2 separate regions of the Mus musculus genome follow, and region 2 is linked to region 1. A link is a contact called in public promoter capture Hi-C data. All regions are on one chromosome and are shown on one strand. Each heading gives the region's core, a stretch centred on a gene start, on an enhancer-like site or on the middle of the called end of the contact. The rest is flanking DNA. Distances are from core to core; before and after follow the strand shown. Region 1 holds the start of Tyrp1 (tyrosinase-related protein 1). Region 2 holds the start of Zdhhc21 (zinc finger, DHHC domain containing 21).

Region 1 (5,559 bases), core at 811-3,310:
ATGAACTCCTTCAGTAAGTGAGGAGTCGTGAGTCACCAGGGCTGCTTAGAGAGGAGAGACTGTTTTCCTTAGAGCTAGCTAGATCTCAGTGGACATGCTTTCTTTGCTAAAGGTCCAGATCCATGAGTTTGACCTTTCTGAATCTAATGTACAAGGATTAGTACGCAGACCTCTGGTCACAAAAGTCAGTCCCTAACATATAGGAACTGCCTAAAGTAGGAAATTACCTGTATGTGGAGACCAGAGGAGAGTATCAGGTGTCCTCTAGCACTCCGTACCTCATTATCTTGAGACAGAGTCTCTCACAAGGAGTTCATCTCTTTTTGGCTAGACCTGTGATCTTCAAAGCTCCATAACCTGTCTCCCACCTTACTGTACTGAGCATACAGTCACAAGTGGCCACACCCAGTTTCCTACTGGGTGCTGGGAATCTTAGGTTCTCTTTCTTAGAAGCTTTTTTTTTTTTTTTTTTTAAATTTTCGAGACAGGGTTTCTCTGTGTAGCCCTGGCTGTCCTGTTTACTCACTCTGTAAACCAGGCTGGCTTCGAACTCAGAAATCCACCTGCCTCTGCCTCCCAAGTGCTGGGATTAAAGGCATGAGCCACTACTGCCCAGCTCCTGAGAATGCTCTTACCATCCACAAAGCCATCTCTCCAGATTTATGGAAATAGAATTAGTTAAAAAGTGTAGGTTAAAACGGGGAGAAGTGGGCTGAGCTCTAGGATTTAAGGTGACTCCTGACCTATGTGATTCAGGATTCACATAGCATCAAGTCTAACTCAGTGAAACTGTCTTCCCCGCCTTTCTACTCACCTGTGAGAATTTTCTGGTTGCATGCAGCTCCTCTCCACCCAGGACGGCAAGTCCCACAGTTGTGTCCTGAGAAATTATCATTGCACTGACATGTTCTATTAAAGAACCTCAGAGGCCAGGCTTCTCGGTCATCTTTACCATCGTGGGGATAATGGCGGCTGTGGGGTCGGGAGTCTGCAATCACAGCCACACACCTGCCTCTTCCTGATGATGAGCCACAAGGGTCAGTCCCCGGTCCAGAGGAAGGGAGCAGGTCTGGGCAACACACCCCACGTCTCAGAGCCTCAATATTGGCACACTCTCGTGGAAACTGAGCCCAAACCTGATAAAACAGCATCAGGAAAAGGGAGATATAGGCTAGGGGGAGGACGTTGTAAGATTTCATTCTTCTCGAAGCAAGAGTTCAGAACACAGGTCTCCTATGCTGCTCTTTGCATGGAGAAGACAGGGGTGCTCAGATGAAAATACAGCTGAAAAACAGAAAGGCAAAAACAGAGTTGCAAAAGTTCTTTTGCATACTTTTTCAACCCACTCCGGAAATGGAATCTTTCATGTGAAACAACATTTCTAAACAATAGTCAAAACAATTATTCACCTTTAAATATCTGCAGGCATAATAGCTAGATGACAGAACTCACTCTCCTGGTCTTTGAGTTTTCTTATTTAAAATTTCTACCCATAAGAATACTATTCTTGGGCTGGGGAGAAGGCACAGTGGTAAGGAGCATAGAGTGCTCTTACAGAGAGACTGACTTCAGTGCCTTGCAACCACATCAGATCACTCCCAACTCCTTGTAACTGAAGCCCTCCTTGAGAATCTGGGCACCTGCTCTCGTGCACCCATATCCATGCACATACACATACATAAAAAGATCACCCTGATCCAAAAAGACTTTCCATAGATGTCATTTACCAAAAGCATCCACTAGTTGGTGACTACCATAGTAATAGTTAACCATGGAAATGAAAGGAGAATAGGAAACAGGTTTATAGCAAGCAAATCTCCTTCATGTTCCTAGAGCTTTGGTCACAGGGTACCCACCACAGAGCTGCTCACCAGTACCATGAATCCCTGGAAGGTTTCTCTGCTGATCTCCTTCAGAGCTAGTGTTGTTGGATGTCTGCTTTTCCCCTGATGCCAGCTGTTAATTGCCCGAAGAGATTTTCTGCCAGACAGTAAATCCCAAGCCAGATTCCTCACACTGGGAGGGGCTGGTCCTCTCTTCCAGCTCTCACTAATCCCTTCTCACACCAGTGAATTCTCCTGCCCTTTAACTACTAGGCAGCACATGACTCCCTCCCCACTGGTTTCCTTGTGATGGTTAAAGTCTTAAGAAAAGGTCAGACACACTGATTTGGAAGATGTATTAGAGACGCTGAAGAGATTTTGCTTTCGTTGTAGTGATTTTATTTTTCTTTATCTGTATACCACAAAGGAAGAAACAAGATGAATTGCTTTCTTGGTCGAACTAAGGCCAATGTCACACTTGTATTTTCTGTTAGCTTTTGGTTGTTCTCTTTTAAAGAGACGTTTTCTCCTGGAAGTTGAAAACTCATACATATGTAGCCAACATTCAAATGTAAGCCTGAGTTTGGAATACATGATTACTCTACAAAGCTTGTCAGCATTCATGATCAATGTTGGCTGGTCTTTTGATGCTAAGCTAGAAGTATACAAAAATTATATAAAATAACCAAATGTGTATTTAACAACCAAAAAGACAACTAGGGATATATCTATAATTAAGGCAGGAAAGAATAAGAGTATGTTCTTCTGCTTTGACTGACATATGGATGCCAGCCACATCATCTGTTAGAACTGGGGTTGTATTAAACAGTGCTTGATATAAGATGCCTGAAACCCTGAAGTCATTCGTGTCTTTTTTTTTCCCCTCAAATTTTAGCCAGTTACACATATAACCTATTAATGTGTGCTCATACTAGGACATTCCTTCAGATGCTTAAAGGAAAACCAGGACATTTCTGTTGGAAACTTATTCCATACACAGGAGACAAATTTAGTTTTGTTTCTGTATCTCTAGGCAATTTGAATCTCATGAATGACCGTTTCTGTATAAGTAGGCTTCAGTGACTAGATTCCCCCCTGCCCCAACACTGTCTCAAAAGTATACTTGGGTTGCTGCATAGGAAATATTGTAGCAAAATTTTATAGGTTTTATGACAGTTTGACATATTATTCTAATAATATATAATAATATATTTACCCATTCTCCAGTTATTGGGCCTTGGGGTTATTTTTATGAATTTTTTTATCTTGTGAAAAATACCACTATAAATTGTCTTCAAATGTTTTCTGTTTCTCATATATATATACATGACAAATATCTGTAGAGGGAATTGTTATCGTGAGGCTTGAGAATGTGTATAAAGTAATTCTAAATTACTTTCTAAAGTGTTTATATCATTTCCCATTTTTGTCAGCATTATTCAAGGTTAACATTTAGTACTAATAAACTTATTTGTCAGTTCTACATTGAATCATCTGCCCTTATCCCCACCTTTATTCTCTGTGGCTTCAATTCTTTGTAGTCTGCTGGTCTGAAAACATTAAACAGAAAAGTCTAGATATAAGCAGTTCATAAGGTTTAAACTGTGTGCCATCTGTGTGGAATGATGAAAACTCACACCAACCATCTGGGCTCACTTCATCTTTTTTCTGTGTTTCCATGCCATCTTTGCTCCTGATATTCTGTTATTAGCACGCTGCTCTGACCTCCATTTAGCTCCCTCGTCTTTGTGGTCTCCATCAAGTGACTTTAGATAAGACACCCAGAACATAGTGTAAATGAGTGTAGATGAGAGGATTATTGTGGAAGAACATGAGGCATTTTTAAGGGTGAGATGGACAATAGCCAGAGATATCATTATGTAAACATACATATTTAGATAGGTTATGTAATACTTGTAAAGTTTACAGAAAACAGCATTCTTCCAGGGGATGAACAGATCTGTTTGAATTAGTTCTTAAGGGAGAAAACAATGTTATATGTTTAGAAAGCTTTCAGTGACACAATAGCCACATGCTCTCTGTCTGTCTGTCTGTCTGTCTGTCTGTCTCCTAGTTTAGAAAATCATATCCCTACCAAGGAGCCAGAAAAACAATTAAGATATCACTATTTTGACCAGTAGTAGTCAAAGACCTAGGTTTCAGCTCCTGGTTTTGCAAGCTATTGATTATGTAGGAGGCTCATTCTCATTAACATTCTGGCCTGCCGGTTCTTGACTGGCTGGGATCAAACAAGTTTTATTTATTTATCAGTGGCCTCATGCTATGTTCATAGCAGCTTTATTCATAATAACCAGAAACTGGAAACAACTTAAATGTCCCTCAACTGAAGAATGGATAAAGAAAATGTGGCACATATACACAGTGGAATACTATTCAGCTTTTAAAGACAAAGAAATCATGAATTTTTCAGGCAAATGGATGCTACTTGAGACTATCATCCTGAGTTTGGTAACCCAGTCCGCAGAAGTCATGCAAGAAGAAAGGCATAAGAGAGGATGCTTGTATCTCACTTGGGGGAATACAATAGTCATAAGAGTCAGATGGAGGGAGGGAATTGAGAGGGTCGGAGTGGGGATGTGGATTGCTGGGGAGCTCAGCATCAGGTCTGGGAAAGGACAAGAGAGATAGCCAGATGGCCATGAGAACTAATGGAAATCTTCACCTGAATGGGTTTGAGGTGGGGGGCATCTCCAGGATGAGACAGAGACCTGGGATAAGGGCTGCAACCAAGAATCAATGGGAGTGGCCTTAGCTGTGACTCACCATATTGGGGATACAGAAACTTAAGAGGGTTCTTTTGTAGCCAAGCAGGAACCCTAGTGGAATGATAGGGACTCCAATCTACCCACAAAACTTTTACAAAAGTTTATCCTGTTTATAAGAAATGCAGGCACTGGGGATGGAGTAGGGACTGAGGGAATGGCAGACCAAAACCCAGCAACAACTTGAGATCCATCCCATGGGCAAGAGCCAATCCCTAACACTATTAATAATACTCTGTTATGCTTGCAGACAGGAACCTAACATGGCTGTCCTCTGAAAGGCTCCACCCAGCAACTGACTCAGACAGGTACAGACACCCACAGCCAATCAGTGGACAGAGCTTGGGGAGTTTTATGGATGAATAGGAGGAAGGATTGCTGGCACTGAAGGAGATAGGAATTTCATGAGAAGATCAATAGAATCAACTAACCTGGACCCTTTGGGCTCACAGAGTCTGAACCACCAACCAAAGAACACACACGGGCTGGACCTAGGCCTCCCCACACATATGTAGTAGATGTGTGGCTTGGTTTTCATGTGGGTCCCAAACAACTGGATCTGGGGTTATTCAAAAACTGTTGCCTATTCATGAGATATGTTCTTCTAGCTGGGCTCTCATATCTGGCCTCAGTGGGTGAGGTTGCACCTACCCTTGAAGAGACTTAATGTGCCCATGAGCCCCCCAACCACACAAAAGAGAAGGGGATGGCAGATGGGGAAAGGATTATGGGAGAGGGTGACCAGTAGGGGGCTGTGAGCTGGATGTAAAATGAATAAGTAGAACCAAACAAATGACACATTTGGGACCAGAGAGACAATTTGGATCTCATTGTTTTGACCAATGGTCAAAGACCTGAGGTTTCAACTCTTGGTTTTGTAAGCTGCTAATTATGAAGGAGGTTCTGCTCATACTTGACTAGCTGGGATCAAACAAGTTTTTGTATTTATCAGT
Region 2 (5,559 bases), core at 1,280-3,779, 2.0 Mb before region 1:
ACGAAAATGTCACTATAGCAAATGTATAATTATAATGAAAACTACTTAGTCCAACAGTAATGTGACAAGTTTTTCAACCCCATAGCTATGTGTGAACTTGAAACAGTATAAAACTTCCATCCAGTCAGGTTAGTCTCTGCCATTGGGTTGCTCTAGGGCACCATGGTCTAGAGGAACAGTTCCAGGATTTGGGTATGTGTTCTGAATCACTTGGAAGGTTGTTAGAACATAGGTTTGTGAGCTTCTCCTCCAAAATTTCTATTACTGTGGATTGGGGTATGGCTAAAAATGCAACTTTTCACAGGTTTCCAGGTGACACAGAAGCTGCATGTCTGGGGACCACACCATGAAAACAAATTAATCTATGACTTAAAGGTCATCAAGTGTCAGCAATCAGGAAAGAACATATTTTCCAAATCCCTAGCAGTTCATGATAACATGGGGTTCCAAACAAGCTCCATAAGTTCTCTACAAGTGCAGCGAGGACACAGAACTCTGTTGGCAGGGGTCCCCAGGATCCCCCTCAAAGTCTGGCTACCACTGAGAGCATCATGTCCAAAAGGTAGACACAGAGCCACACTCTTGTAATCTCACCACTAGGGAGCCTGAGACAGGAGGATGGTCTTGAGTTTGAAATGTGACCCAACATTGTCATTCATATCTTCAGGAAGGTAAAGCTAGATCTTGAAATATATTCAGAAAAGAACCTAAGGATGAGTCAGAGCAAAGTGAATTTATTAAGTAGCGATAAGGGACAACACAAACTTCAGATTTAAGCCCAAGTACAGGTAAGACTGTGGGACAGAGGACACACACATACACACACACACAAGCACAAGAGAGGAAGCCAGTCTGTCTTGAGGAAAGGACAATAGTACACATCTGAGACGTGACTTTGTGTGTGTGTGTGTGTGTGTGTGTGTGTGTGTGTGAGAGAGAGAGAGAGAGAGAGAGAGAGAGAGAGAGAGAGAGAGAGAGAAAGAGCAAGAGCGAGCAGTTATGCTGGGAGTCTTTATGGTATATATATCACATATGCAATATATACATATATGTGCATATATGTGTATATGTATATATGTATACATACACATATAATTCTGCAGCTAAGTTAACTTGCTCAAAAGATGTAATTTACAAAGCTTAAGAACTAAGAACAGTTTAAAAATAAAGGAAAGTCATGATTTACTTATTTCTCTTATCTTAAAGAACGCCCCTTTTGTAAAGAAGATTGTCAGGTGGTTTTATGAGGCTTCTGTTTAGATTTAGAGTTGAGAGAGTACTGCTAACAGGGTTAAAGTCAAGGCTGCAATCACCCTGGCCCTGAGTAGCTGCCACAGTGACTGTGACACTGTTGTTTGAGATGTAGAGGGAAGAATGAGCACTATCTTGGAGACAGCCTTGGCTTTAGTGGTTGTGTTGATGTTTCTTGACACACAGCCAGGAGGAAAGCTAGGTCTCCGCGTGAGAGGCCTCCCCCTTTCCCACACTCCCTTGTTTTCTTTGTCTTCCTATCCTGCCCCTATCAGTGGGGAAGTAGAAGATTTTTTTTTTTTAAGGGGAATGAAATTAAGGGGATTTGTCAGGAAATGGAACAAGCTAGTTGAAGGTAACTTTAGAGTTAGTACAGCTGTCGTCCCAGGACCTGAGTAACAGGTACCACCGGGAACAGTTTGTTCTGGAAGGCTCTCAATACCATTCAACAAGAAGTACAGACTTCCTACAGCAGGGAATTCCTCTCCCATCCACACATGATCTTCTTCTGGGACATGTAGGCATAACCAGCTATCTCCATACAGTATAAACTTTTCCACGGCACTATTTAGGAGTGACGTGCAAAAAGCTATATTATTATATTATATATAATATAACATATTATATTATATTATTATATTTATATTATATTATTGTATCTCAGGCGTTTGTGAGGATAACAGCTTAGATTGGGAGATGGGTTATTTGAGCTGTTGCGTTCATTAATTTTTTTTCCTAGGTGTCACTGATTGGAGCGCTGACAATTTATAGAGATTATCTGAAATGCATTTAAAAATGATTTGAATGCGGATTTAGGTTGCCAACAAGAATTGGAAAAACCTCCAATGGCTGGGGTATCCCAAAAGAGGGTCTGAAGGCCCTAAAGATGAACACTGCTGCTTTGGGGTGCACTGATAGGTGTCACCTCCAGATCCTGAATTAAAATTCAGGTACGGAATGAGCAGGCCTGAGACTGCATTCTCTCCAGAATCCCAGAAGATGTCAATGTTGCAGACTAAATTTTGAAGCAAGGTAACATTGGAAAATCCATAGCTGTCACTGGGGAGAGAGGCCTGTTCCCCGACAGAAGGAGGAAGCGAGCACTGCTTAAGGCTGAGGCTGGTCCTAGGCAGGGAGGGTGTGGGGACACGCGTGTGCGGCCGCCTGGGCAGGGCCGGGATGCAGGGCGGGGAGGCACAGGTAGGTTAGACGAAGGTAGGCCGGGCGCAGCGCTGGGCTGCGAGCGCTTTCAGGTCTTTCGGCCCTCGGCGGCTCCCATCGCAGCTCCGGGGCGCGAAGCGGAGAGGGCGACGGCGGCCGTGCCTCCGCGCGGGCGCGCGGGCATGCCGACACCCACTCGGCCGGTCCCGGCGCCTCGGCTCCCGGAAGCGGAAGGGGACTGCGGCCCGGCCTGGGCGGCGGAGGCGCGGAGCCGAGTGGAAAGCGGCGGAGCGGGCGGCGGTGAGTGTGGGCCGGCGGGCGGTCCCGCACCTGCCATGCAGCATCCCTCCCGGAGACCGCGGCCCTGAATGGGCTGGGGTGGGGAGAGAAATCCGCCGAGTTCTCCCCGGGACTCTGGCGTCCCTGCACCCCCGGGGCCCGGGCTGTCGGCGTGACCGAGCGTTTCATTCATTTCGAGGTCGCTGGTGCGGAGCTGCAGAGGACCCTCTGGGAGAAAACCGTGCACCTCCATTGACCTTCTCCCTCCTCTCCCTCGGCCGGCCGCACCGGCTGTTTTGAGAAAATGGCTTTCCGCATGGCAGCACTTTGCACTTGTTACCATTCCCTGTAATCACTCGCTGAACGTAACCTGCGCTGGTCGTTTAAAATTTATGGTCTTTTCTCGAGATGTATTTGGGTCACATTTTAAGATACCGTATGAGTCAGTGGAAGATGTTTGTATCTCCAGGGCTAAGAGGACCTGGCCGGTCATTACTTGAAAATACTGCAATATAGCAGTTCATAAAAGTACAGGAGGGGCTGGGTAAAAATCAAGGTCATTGTGGGTGGGTCATAAATCAGTGTAAAGTTTCAGCCCAAAATAAGGGCAAATAAGGGTAATTAAGTGTAAGTTTAAAAGACTTGTCCAATGGGTCCTCCACCCACTGCTAATATGCATACCCCTCACCCTCCCCCCCCCGACCCCAAATTCACTCCCTACTTTGTGGTAAAAGATAATGATAGCCGTTACCATTTGATGACTGCTTAGTGTGTGCCATTCCTAGATGAAAGGGTTTGGTGCAGTATCTCATTAAGTTCTTCCAGAGCTTGAGATCCACGGATAAAGTTCAGAGGGTACCCTGTTGCCACCTTAGTTGTGCCCTCTCAGTAGTAAGGCTTTTGAAGAGGAGAAGTGGTATGAAATCATTTGGGGGAAAAAAAAAAAACCAGATACAGTTTGGAGTTGAAGACAGAAAAGCCAGATTCGCTTTTGGTTTCTGTACTATCCAGCTATGGGGTCATGGGTAGGCCAGGGATCCAGTGTTATTTTCTCATCTATACAACTAGGTAGCCAGGCTACGTTTTTCTAAGCGGTGATCTTTCAAGCTTTCTCATGTCTGTCTGGGAAATGTCTGCTTTTAACTTAACACCCTTTTGACATGGTGAGGAGGATCCACGGTGAACATTTACCTCATGACCAAAAAAAAAAAAAAAAAAAAAAAAAACAAAACAAAAAAAAAAAAACAAAAGAAAGACCTCCAGAATTCAATTTGACTGTAAAACAGCAGAATTATATTAGATGTCTTCAAACTATGGAGAGCTCTGTTAATACTTAAGGAGCTGTAGCTAGAATAAACACAGTGTACATGTTTAAGAGAAATTGATGTCTAAGCAAGCTTTGTTTACTTACGAAAATTTAAATACCTAAGTACCTACGTATCGGTACGTCCATTAGGATCCAGACAAAAAGAAATCAGTTGGTCATAACCTTTTCACTTATGTGCCCACTGCCTGACTTCTCTAATTCATAATGGGTAATTCAGAATTCTATTGGGAAAGCACATGTAGTAGTAGAGAGACTAAGAACTCTGGGAAATGTCCACTTGGAACCTATGGAAACGGCTCAGCATAGGATGTTGTGTGTTGCAGCAATATAAATTTATCAGGCATAACTGGGGAAGCAAAGGAATGTAGACTTTATTATATTATTTAGCAAAAGTATTAGGGTTTAGATTCAACTTTTCAAATGTAGAAATTAAAGATCATTCTAGTAGAACAGTCAGGGTATGCATTTATTATATACTATTACTGAAATTAAAGATGTTTGACATAATATAGAATGAGCAAAAAGTAGAGGTCTCCCATGATCTCCCCGATCTATCGCCATATATATGTTTGCATATATATGTCAGTCAGTGGTAGAGTTCTTGCCTGGGATGAGCAAGGCCCTGGGTTGGATCCACTGCACTGGAAGGAGGAGGGATGGTGAAAAATTAAAGAAAGAAAGAAGCCTGGGTATGATTTGTTGGTTAAGGATCCCCAGGAAGCTCTATCAGCTCGTTTGGTAGTCACATTTTTCATGTGTGAGGCTGCTAGCCAACCCTAAACTACCTTACTGTAATGTCAGTTTATTAGCATGTTTCTTGGTTTATAGCTGGCTATGTCTTTTGCATTATAGGCCTGCTTTTCTACTGTAGTCATCGCAGTGTAGATTAAGCTGCTTCTAGGCTTTAAGGGGCTCGATGTAGATACACACACACACACACACACACACACAGACACAGATACAGAGAGTGAGTGAGTTAGAGAGATCAGATTTGGTACAGATTAGCAGTGCTTGATTGTGAATTCACACATTCTTTTTTTTTAAGTCTTTTATCTGTGGTTAGAGAGTTACTTAGTTGTTCACAACCGGCAGAATTTCATTATTAGAAGCATTTAATGTTAGTATGCTTAATTCATACCTGTGTTGGTAAACTCTGCTATGTGTGGGCAGGCCAATCTAGCCTTTTTTTCTTTTCCCAGGATGTCTTGGCCCAGTGGCTACTTGAAGGGCAATAGCTTGCTCCTTTTCCCATTTGGAAGAACATGTCTGGTTAACACCCAGGAAAAACCTGACTTGGCCTCTACATTTCTGGCTTCTACTGTACCTGAGTGTTTTTTCCTAGTGTTATTTTTGGAGGAAGGTAATTACTGAACCTGTCTCCACCCTACATTAATATTGCCTTTTGTGTTTTTGTACTCCTGTGTTCCTCCATGAAAATCCCCACAGAGCTTTTCATACACGGAAACAGTATTTGATAGTCGGTCTTTAGTTGGTATCATTCTACATCTTCCAAGTCATTCTTGGGTCAGGAGAGTACAGAA

What was found. Promoter capture Hi-C pulls out the DNA fragments that hold promoters and counts their contacts.
Region 2: a contact with region 1 is called in a promoter capture Hi-C map of hippocampal neurons, with 7 times the contacts expected there. The contact joins the promoter of Zdhhc21 here to the promoter of Tyrp1 in region 1. A contact is called at or near these places in 3 of 39 promoter capture datasets (embryonic stem cells, hippocampal neurons and liver) and 1 of 115 datasets of contacts at active chromatin or transcription factors (astrocytes).

What each region holds. Positions count from the first base shown.
Region 1 is chr4:80,830,714-80,836,272 of GRCm38.p6, reverse strand. Tyrp1 (tyrosinase-related protein 1) reads right to left here and starts at 2,060. Exons shown (of 8, transcript NM_001282014.1): 1 at 1,872-2,060; 2 at 815-1,284. The coding sequence starts at 1,199.
Region 2 is chr4:82,856,643-82,862,201 of GRCm38.p6, reverse strand. Zdhhc21 (zinc finger, DHHC domain containing 21) reads left to right here and starts at 2,529. Exons shown (of 9, transcript NM_026647.4): 1 at 2,529-2,712.